2 separate regions of the Danio rerio genome follow, and region 1 is linked to region 2. A link is a contact called in public Hi-C data. All regions are on one chromosome and are shown on one strand. Each heading gives the region's core, a stretch centred on a gene start, on an enhancer-like site or on the middle of the called end of the contact. The rest is flanking DNA. Distances are from core to core; before and after follow the strand shown. Region 1 holds the start of mrps9 (mitochondrial ribosomal protein S9). Region 2 has its middle 290 kb from the start of tmem182b.

Region 1 (5,270 bases), core at 2,101-4,600, 390 kb before region 2:
AAAAATGAACGTAATTCAATAAATAACCACCGGGTGTCGCTATTACACGCATTCAATTAAGCAGCAGTTCTTGTTATGATCTATCTATCTATCTATCTATCTATCTATCTATCTATCTATCTATCTATCTATCTATCTATCTATCTATCTATCTATCTATCTATCTATCTATCTATCTATCTATCTATCTATCTATCTATCTATCTATCTATCTATCTATCTATCTATCTATCTATCTATCTATCTATCTATTAAATTTATGATTTATTTCTTCTTTTTTAAATATTTCCCAAAATGATGTTTAAAAGAGCAAGGAAATTTTCACAGTATGTCTGATAATATTTTTTCTTCTGGAGGAAGACTTGTTTGTTTTATTTCGGCTAGAATAAAAGCAGTTTTTAATTTTTTATGAATCATTTTAATGCCAAAATTATTAGCCCCTTAAGTCTTGAGTCTTGAAACTTACAGAAATTTACCGTAAAATAACGTACATTAAATTACAGAAATTTTCTTAAATATAAATTTCTGTAAATCAACCTGTTATTTTACAGTACATTTCTGTAATTTAACCGGCACCCCAGCTGTCGGAAGTAAACCATAAAATTAAAGATTTTTTTACAGTGTATAATGTTGGATCACAAGATAATGTGTCTGGATTAATATGTTATTTTATGTTAAGTTAAAGATATTTTCAACACATAAATATACCAAGTAAAACTTACTGATGGTGAAATGAACATTTCTGAACCAGTGATCCGTTTTACTCAATTGTATCAGAGAAAGGTTCGTTACTCGAACAAACCATTGTTGCCTAATTAACTTGCCTAATTACCTTAATTTGACTAGTTAACTTAACTAACCCTGTTAAGTGTTTAAAAGTCACTTTAAGCTGTATAGAAGTGTCTTGAAAAATATCTAGTCAAATATTATTTACTGTCATTATGGCAAAGATAAAATAAATCAGTATCTAGAAATGAGTTACTAAAACTATTATGTTTAGAAATGTGTGGAAAAAAATTAGTTCTGTCCGTTAAACAGAAATTGGGGAAAAAATAAACAGGGGGCTAATAATTTAGGGGGGCTAACAATTCTGACTTCAACTGTATATATATATATATATATATATATATATATATATATATATATATATATATATATATATATATATATGTGTATATATATATATATATATATATATATATATATGTATATATATATATATATATATATATATATATATATATATATATATATATATATATATATATATATATATATATATATATATACATATATACATACACACACACACACACACATTTATATATGCGTGTCTGTGTGATGTATGTAAAATTTGGCCCGCGACAACGTTTTTTTTTTTGCATCTGGCCCTCGGCCCAAAAAGTTTGGACACCCCTGTCGTACATAAAGGTAAACCTGTTTCTATTTTAAAGTGAGTAAACTTTGTTTTTTTTCACTACCTATTTACATTTATGAAAAGAAATTTCCATACATAATGAGAAAATTACCAATATACCAAATTTTGTCGATAATTTGACTGTATTCCCATAAAAAACTAAAACATCTTTTTCTTTGAATTCCAAAGCAATATTCAAACTATGTTTAACAAAAAAGAAAAGATCACACAAAAACAATTGTGTATAAATACAATTATCAAATAAATAAACAATACTCTCTTCTTTAAATCGTTACAGAAAGCAAATTTTAAATCAACATCTTTACAAAATTTTGCAATTACCTGTTTTACAGGATACAGACGATGAACGATTTTAAATGATACCTCTCTCATTTATTTGTTATACAAAAACGTCTAGAAATCTTAAAAGTCTCGTTCCAGTTGACATCTTGAAATTGTGATCTCCAATAACCAATAGCTGAAGGAACACAGACAATCCAGCAAATCAATCTAAGACAATTATTATTACATTTTTTTTCTTTTATATGTATACTTTGCAATTTAAGACTAAAATTTACATTTGTATTTTGAACTACAATATATCATTTTCTAATAATTTCTTAAGCTCTGAGGGAATACCATTAATTACCATCATATACTCTTTGACAGGCATATAAAGGAAACACTTTTTTTTTTTAGAAATTCTAAATAGGTAAGCACATGACCCTTATTACTATTTAAAAGTTGTGAAACCAGTGAAATATTATTTCTAAACCAAGAGATTTAATTTGGTAATATATGTATTATTCCAAATTAAGCATTTGTGAGGGGAAAAATTGTTTTGTATATAATCATCTATGATAACAATGCCTGTCTGTGAAAATTAGAAAGTTTTATGGGAAGCTTACTAATATTAAAGTTGTAATTAAGAAAAAAATCAATGCCACCATACTTTTTCAAAAATAATATTAGGAATGTAATACCATAGTTTATTTTTTGAGCGAAAATAATTTTGTATCCTCTTGATTTTAAAAATAGTGTTAGATATTTCAAAGTCAAGTACGTTCAGCCCAACTTGATTAAATGGATTACAAAGTGTTTTTTTCAGATTTTGATAACAAAACTCTTTTATTCAGAGATAGATCTCTCATTAGCCAAATGTTGAATTTCTTTTGCACTTAGTTAACTAATGGGGTATAATTTAGTGTTATTCTTTCTTTTTGGTCCTTGCATATCTTAATTCCACTCCCTATATTGTTTACCATGTTACATTGAGTATTCGGTCAGTCAGAAACAGCATGCAAGTATGACTTCAAAATAACATTAGCACTATTTAATTCACTGAACATTGTTATAACGTTACTTTGATCGTCTTTGGCTGCAAATAGGACTTAACTATTTTGAATTTGCAAATAAAACCTTTGTGAAAATATAATATTAAGAAAATTCTGGATGTGCGAATATCAAAAAACCAACTTTACCTTAATATTGATGATATATTGGCTAGCTTGGAGAATACTGCATAGCATACTGTACTAAACCAACAAACGCATAAATTATAAATAGTTTTGTTTATTACTACAACAAGCGTGTACTGTAAATGAATGACATTTCTCTCCATCTTGTCAATTTACCCGTTTGTACCGAGTACATAAGCATTCTACTGTCACAATTCAACCACAAGGACACAACACTCTCTGCAGCATCACTTTCAATGACGAGATTAACTGGTACTTAAACTGCTCTTAAACAAAGGAACAAAAAGAACGCATTTCACCTGTGAAGCTGTCCTTGATCGTGACAAACAGAAATTCTTCCCGCAGCTCCCATACTTCCATAAAATCAACCTCACACATCGGCTACCGGAGGCTGCCATGTTTGCTCGGCGACTTGTGCTTAGGCAGGAAGTAGTGAAAACGTCACATCCTGGAATCAAGGGACGTCGTTCATCATTGTCAAAAAATCATTGGTAGTACAGAGTTCTTTGTGAGTATCATATACGTCTCCACAAGTGCACGTAAGTTACATAACATAACATAACATAACATAACATAACATAACATAACATATTTCTGTGTGAATATTCATTTCTTTATTTTCTTTTCAGCTTAGTCTCTTTATTAATCTGGGGTTGCCACAGCGAAATGAACCGCCAACTTATCCAGCAAATGTTTTCCACAGCGGATGCCCTTCCAGCCACAACCCATCACTGGGAAACACTCATACACTCTCATTATCATTAATTAATTAATTTTCTTTTCAGCTCAGTCTGTTTATTAAGCAAAGGTCAACACAGAGGAATGAACCACCAACTTATGTAACATATGTTTTCCACAGCGGATGCCCTTCGAGCCACAACCCATCACTGGGAAACACCCATACACACTCATTCTGTGAATATATTATATATTGGGATTTATTCATTGAACTGTATTCAGGGCAGTTGTGTTCTCAAGGGTGAAAATTTACAGCTGTTACTATTGTTTTTCTTCAGTGAAACCCTTCAGGATACTGATATTAGGCTACCTTATACCTTAAATAAAAGTAAAATTTGTGTTTTAAATATATTTTGTCCAATCAGGGACTAATTTAATTGACAAAAAAGATTTTGAAGTATTCTGTAATGTTGCAACAGTATTTTATTCAATATGCTAGGGCTGCACAATATATCATTTCAACATCTACAATGCAATGTGATCATTTGCAATCACAAGCATATGCAATGTTGAGTCTGGATTATAATTGATCATTTTGCTGTGTTTTTTGAGGACTGTGACTGTGTGAGGGTTTTAAAAGCAGTCATACGTTAGAAATTGTACCGTTTGTTACTTTGAAAAACTAATAGCAATTGGCTCTTTGCACAGCTAGAGTTTTATAGCCTACGATAAACGGTGAAAAGCTTATTGTGACTTTTTTAATTTCACAAGGTTGTTTTTACAGCATTGATGTTGTAATGTAATTATAAAACATTCAGTTAAATAGAATTAAGTACTCATTTAGTTGTTCAAGCGTACAAACGAGATGAAAGACCGTTGTAACCACTAGCGCCGTCAGCAGCAACCGGCTAGAGCATAAATTCCATTAAAAATACTGGGGTAAAAATAAACTATCATATTTTAAAGACAAGGCGAGGGGAAATGGAATTTAATGCAGTGCTTCTTGTCCAACCCGAGACCCACATATCGTATATCTAACAGGCAGATCGCTGATTTTGAAAGAAATTGGGAGCTAAACAAGACAACTTTGTAATGGTAACAAATAACCCCTTTGAGCTGCCTGGCTTAAGGATCTCACAACAGTATAAACTTAGCAGGATGTATGGATTTCAAAGAAAACCAGATCTTGTCAGTGCATTGTTGCCATTTTATTTAATTATTTTATTTAATCTCTGAATTTAAATGACAAGAAAACTTAATATTTCCTTTAGCTCAGTCCCTATATTAATCAGAGATTACCACAGCGGAAAGAACCGCCAACTTATCTACATACATACATGATATATACTGTATATACATACAGTATGTTTTACACAGCGGATGGCCTTCCAGCTGCAACCCACAATGGCAAATTTAGATCTTTCAGTTCTCCTATAGCGCATGTCTTTGGATTGTCGGGGAAAACGGAGCACTTGGAGGAAACCTATGCAAACACGGGGCCAACTCCACACAGAAATGCCAATTGGCCCATACCTTCTTGCTGTGAGGTGACAATGCTAACCACTGAGCCACGGTGTTGCCCTGAAAACCTAATATATTTAATGTTAATATTAATATAATAAAAACATAATTCTCATCTTCGGTATGAAGGCATCATGATTAAAACAGTTCTATATATATATATATATATATATATA
Region 2 (5,074 bases), core at 666-3,165:
TAATACTGTAAAATTTACTAGAGTACTGTAGACTGACAAATACCATTGTGCTATAAAACTACAGCACAGTGGTAATTGTTAATTTACAGTGGGCTTGTAAAGTTTGCCAGTAGTAATGTAAAAACTGCCACGAATACTGTAAAATTTACAAGCGCACTGTAAATTAACAATAAAAATTGTTAATTTATAGTGCACATGTAAATTTAACAGTATTACTGACAACCAAAATTGCCAGTAATACTGTACATTTTATAGCACAGTGTACCAAAGTGTTGTTTTACAAGCAATATTTCTTTAAAAATGAAAATATGCTAATTGAAATTAAATGTATAGAAAGCTGCGTATTTAATCAGTGTTGGGCACATTTTGCTGTTATGCAAACAATGGTAATTTGAACAAAACAATAAATGAAACATTACACTATAAAGAATTGCTATAAAATGTACAGTATTACTGGCAATTATGGTTGCCAGTAATACTGAAAAATTTGTATGTGTACTCTAAATAAACAATTACTATTGCACAGTTGTGATTGTTAATTTACAGTGGGCTTGTAATTTTTTTCCAGTAATACTGTAAATATTTCCGGTAATATTGTAAAATTTCTAGTGCACTGTAAATGAATAATTACAATTGTGCTATAAAATTACAGCACACTTGTAATTGTTAATTGATAGTGCACTTGTAAATTTAACAGTTTTACTGACAATTTTGCCAGTAATACGGTAAAATTTACATGTGTACTGTAAATTACCTTTTACCATTGCACAGTTGTGATTGTTAATTTACAGTAGGCTCATAACCGTTGCCAGTAATACTGTAAAATTTACAAGCACACTGTAAATTAATAATTACAATTATGCTGTAAAACGGTATTACAATACGGTACAATATGGTAAAACGGTATTATTAATACGGTAGTACAACCAAAATTGCTAGTGATACTATAAAATTTACATGTGTACTTTAAATAAACAATTTCCATTGCACAGCTGAAATTGTTAATTTACGGTGGGCTTGTAAATTTTGCCAGTAATACTGTAAAAATTGTCAGTAAAACTGTCAAATTTACAAGCGCACTATAAATTAACAATTACAATTGTGGTGTAAAATTTCTAAAAGTGTAGTTTAATAAGCAATATTTTTTTTTAAATAATACTAGATATTAGTTATAATTGTTTAAAAAAATCTAATTTATTTGATGTGTTAAATTTATTTCTTTGAAATTGTTTGTGAAAGTCATTCCCCTTTTCAACATGTAAATAGTTTTATAACATTTCTGCTTATATGTTTACAAAACTAATAACTGTGTGAAAAAAGTTTTAAGCGAGTTCCTTACTGTCATTATTTTTTATTAATATTATCTAATCTTCACAAAATCCCCCCGCCAGTAGACCAAACATCTATTTATTGCTCAGAGTTCTGCATGTTTTAACCACATTCATATAGGCTTTTTTCTTAGTGTTTGAGGAAATGAGGCCAAAAGGACCATTATATCCACTACTTTCACAGGCTGTTTAACAGAGAGAGGAGATGTGGCTATGTGCATGCATGCGTGTGGGTGTCTGTGCGTGAAAGTGGGACAAAATGTTGAAGAAACAGAGAGTGTGTGTGTGTGTGTGTAGGGGTGCTTAAACTTGGCTGACCAGTCATGGTAATCAAAGTGTGCTGTGTCGATTTTAATGGAGTTCCTGGTCACAGCTCTGCCAGTTTCCAGCCAACTCACTCATCTGAACGCCATACTACACATCCACGTCTCGGTAAAACACACTGTCCACTCACGTGTGCCCGAGAGAAAAGGGAAACGATTAACATCAATCTTGATGTCCCACACACTCGCTCTAGTGTGACTAAGAAAGTGTGAGGACTCTGTTTAGGGAACTTTCTAGAGCGTTTGCCACATCCGAGCACCGGACGAAGGGAAAGCGTGATAGAAACAGAGCGAGTGTAAAACAGGAGGGAGGCCGATAGTCTTTACTTTGGGCGGCGCGTTTTTGAGTCGAGCCTATCTGTCGGTCCATCCGCAGTGTCAGCTTTCGGTCAGCGCGGAGAGAGAGAAAGGTAAATGTGAGAGGGCGTAAGAGATACCCGGCAGTGGCATGAGAGCTGCACTCCCAGGCTTTGTGTGCGAAGTTCCACGGTGAAATAGATCCGTCTGCACTTAGCAAACGCTGCCTTTTATTCAGGACGTATGAGAGGAGGAGGGAGCAACATCCAACACGGAGAAACATCTAACACACACACATACATACACAAACATAGGGTGTATAGGGCAACAGGCCAGTTTCTCTGAGGTGAAGTGATTTCTTAAACGGGAAAAATTGCGAGGTTTCAATTGTAGTCTAAGGGTTTGTGTTTTTGAAGTAAGTATTCAGTAAGTATGTGCTATGACAAGATACACAATTGACGTCAAAATTATTAGCCCTCCTGTACATTTTTTATTCTTTTTTTAATACTTGATAAAACCAGGAAGATTTCCACAGTAGTTGATATATATATATATATATATATATATATATATATATATATATATATATATATATATATATATATATGTGTGTGTGTGTGTGTGTGTGTGTGTGTGTGTGTGTGTGTGTATATATATATATATATATATATATATATATATATATATATATATATATATATATATATATATATATATATATATTAGGCCTGTTGCCAGGGGGAGTTCGGGTGGTTCGGAAGTCCCACCCCTCACTGACAAAAGTCCAGAATTTGTCCCATACATCAGCTCATTTGTCTTATTTTGACAAAGTAATCCATCAAAAAGGCTTTAAGACCCAATGGAATCATTTGTTGGCTGTTGCTTTGGTGGGACTTTAATCGATGTAAGAGAAGTCTTCTTTTACTACTGTTTGTTTTTAAACAGAGAAAATATTTTACAGGTAACTTTATTCAAAATCTTGGAGCTTATTACTGAAATAAAAATGAGCAATAAAAAGGTGTGAAGCACCAAAAGCAGACCATATTAAATTAATTTGAATATATTTTGGATATTGTTGAATTCCAGGAATTTTTTAAATGTATTTTTTCACCAAAGATGCTAGACAAATTCTGAATAATTAATTATTGTTTATTATTATAAGTATTATGTTTTAATAATTATTTTTTATTGAAATGGCCAAATTGTGACAATAAATGACAGTAGACTACAGTTTTTTACTTTAGAACTTTAACAGATTGCTATTTTTTTCCAAATAATATATGTTGTAATAAATTTGTATTTAATTTTTTTTTTTATTGCAATTTTTTAGGAAATTTTTTTGCACATCAAAAAGTGTGGTTATGATGACATCCAATTAGCTAAAAAAACAACAAAAAAAGTCACTAAAATGCAGTATTTAAATCTCATAATTAAATAGAAACTGAGGCGTTTGACTGCAAAAAGGTCCACGTTTTGAAAAAAAAAACAAAAAAAAAAACACCCCTTTCACCAGGCTGGCTATGGGTCTGCATATATATATATATATATATATATATATATATATATATATATATATATATATATATATATATAAATATATATATATATATATATATATATATATATATATATATATATATATATATATATATATATTATCACTCCTTTTGAATTATTAGTTTTTCCATTTTATCATCATCATCATCATCATCATTATTATTATAATTCTTAGTGGCTGCATGGTGGCTCATTGGTTAGAACTGTTGCTTCACAGCAAGAAGGTCGCTGGTTCGAGTCCTGGCTGAGCCAGTTGGCTTTTTTAGTGTTTGCATATTCTTCCCGTGTTCGCGTGGGTTTCCCCCACAGTCCAAAAACATGCGCTGTGTGAGAGTCCATGGGTGTTCCCAGTACTGACTTGCAGTTGGAAGGGCATCCGGTGTGTAAAAATATGCTGGAATAGTTGGTGGTTCATTCCGCAGTGTCAACCACTGATGAATATAGGAAAGTTGAAGGAAAATGAATAAATGAATTGTTATTGTGTCTATCTTTTTAATCAAATATTTACCCCGAAATAAATTTGTACATAGATCAGATTAAAAAGAAAATGTAGTGACTATAGTGGCCCCTGTCATATTTCCCTAAACTGCATTTAATCTTCCATTTTTGATCTTAATGTTTCAAGTAAAGTTTGTTCAATTGACAGCCATATTCATTGTGTTTATCTGCTTGAATGAAGAAATCCTAAAATTTCAAAAACTGCTCGATGAACTGTCAATTAAATTCCATATTTCAATTAAGAAATAAAATATATGTTCAGCTTTTTTATATTTGGAATCATTGCTTCTTTCATTCAAAAAGGGTTTTAGGGTGATCGGCCAATATGCACACTAAGAAATTAGTTTAATTGTAAAACACTGTAAAATATTATATTTTTTACTTGAACTAAATGCTTTATGTGTTATGTATAATGAATATTTGTATTATATCTAACTCTACATTTAAAGAGACCTTGCAGTAAAATGCTGTTGTATTTATTGTTTTTAAGGAGAAAAGATTAATTTTTGCTGATACTCTTTAAATGCACATTTTTACATAATTATACTGCCGTGTTTTACCATGATGGTGTTTTAGTATGTTTTTTATTTTTATTTATTTATTTATTTTTTATAGTTTCATACATTAGAGTCAAAGTAAAATTTAAGACATTTAAAGACCTTTTTAATACCGTTATGAATGAAATTTCAGACTTATACAGAACTAAACCCTAAGGATTTTTACTAGTCTACTTTTACTGTTCTAATTTTTTAATAATACCTAAATGTCCAAACTAAGCAAAAAAATAAAAATAAAATAAAAAAATACAAGTCAATATTTTAGTGAATTTAAGGTTTTTTTAGGTCCTAAAATTTTGTTTTTGAAATGCAAGACATTTTAAGACTTTTTAAGACCCTGCGGACCCCAAGATTAAACAATCACATTTCATTTATTGTGTAGAACTTGTTTTTTTGTAATTGTTTGTGAAAGTTACTCTCTTTTTGTTGCATTTAAATAGTTTTTATAGCATTTCCAATTAGCCAATATAAACTAATAACAGTGTAATAAATTATAATTAGTTTATTAATTAAT

The links. A called contact is a pair of places that touch in the nucleus more often than the background predicts.
Region 1: a Hi-C map of an unstated tissue shows a contact between it and region 2, with 3 times the contacts expected there. The contact joins the promoter of mrps9 here to the enhancer-like site in region 2. A contact is called at or near these places in 2 of 18 Hi-C or Micro-C datasets (caudal fin and an unstated tissue).

What each region holds. Positions count from the first base shown.
Region 1 is chr6:15,951,157-15,956,426 of GRCz12tu, reverse strand. mrps9 (mitochondrial ribosomal protein S9) reads right to left here and starts at 3,350. Exons shown (of 11, transcript NM_001045396.1): 1 at 3,195-3,350. The coding sequence starts at 3,293. It overlaps LOC141386208 (a long non-coding RNA gene), which reads left to right and starts at 3,371. Exons shown (of 3, transcript XR_012407720.1): 1 at 3,371-3,434.
Region 2 is chr6:15,561,387-15,566,460 of GRCz12tu, reverse strand. No RefSeq gene overlaps it. Among named protein-coding and RNA genes, the nearest start is that of tmem182b, 290 kb to the right of the region's middle. Within about 2 kb of position 1,915, at least 24 of the 62 cell types and tissues checked have an H3K27ac peak or open chromatin away from gene starts, as enhancers often do.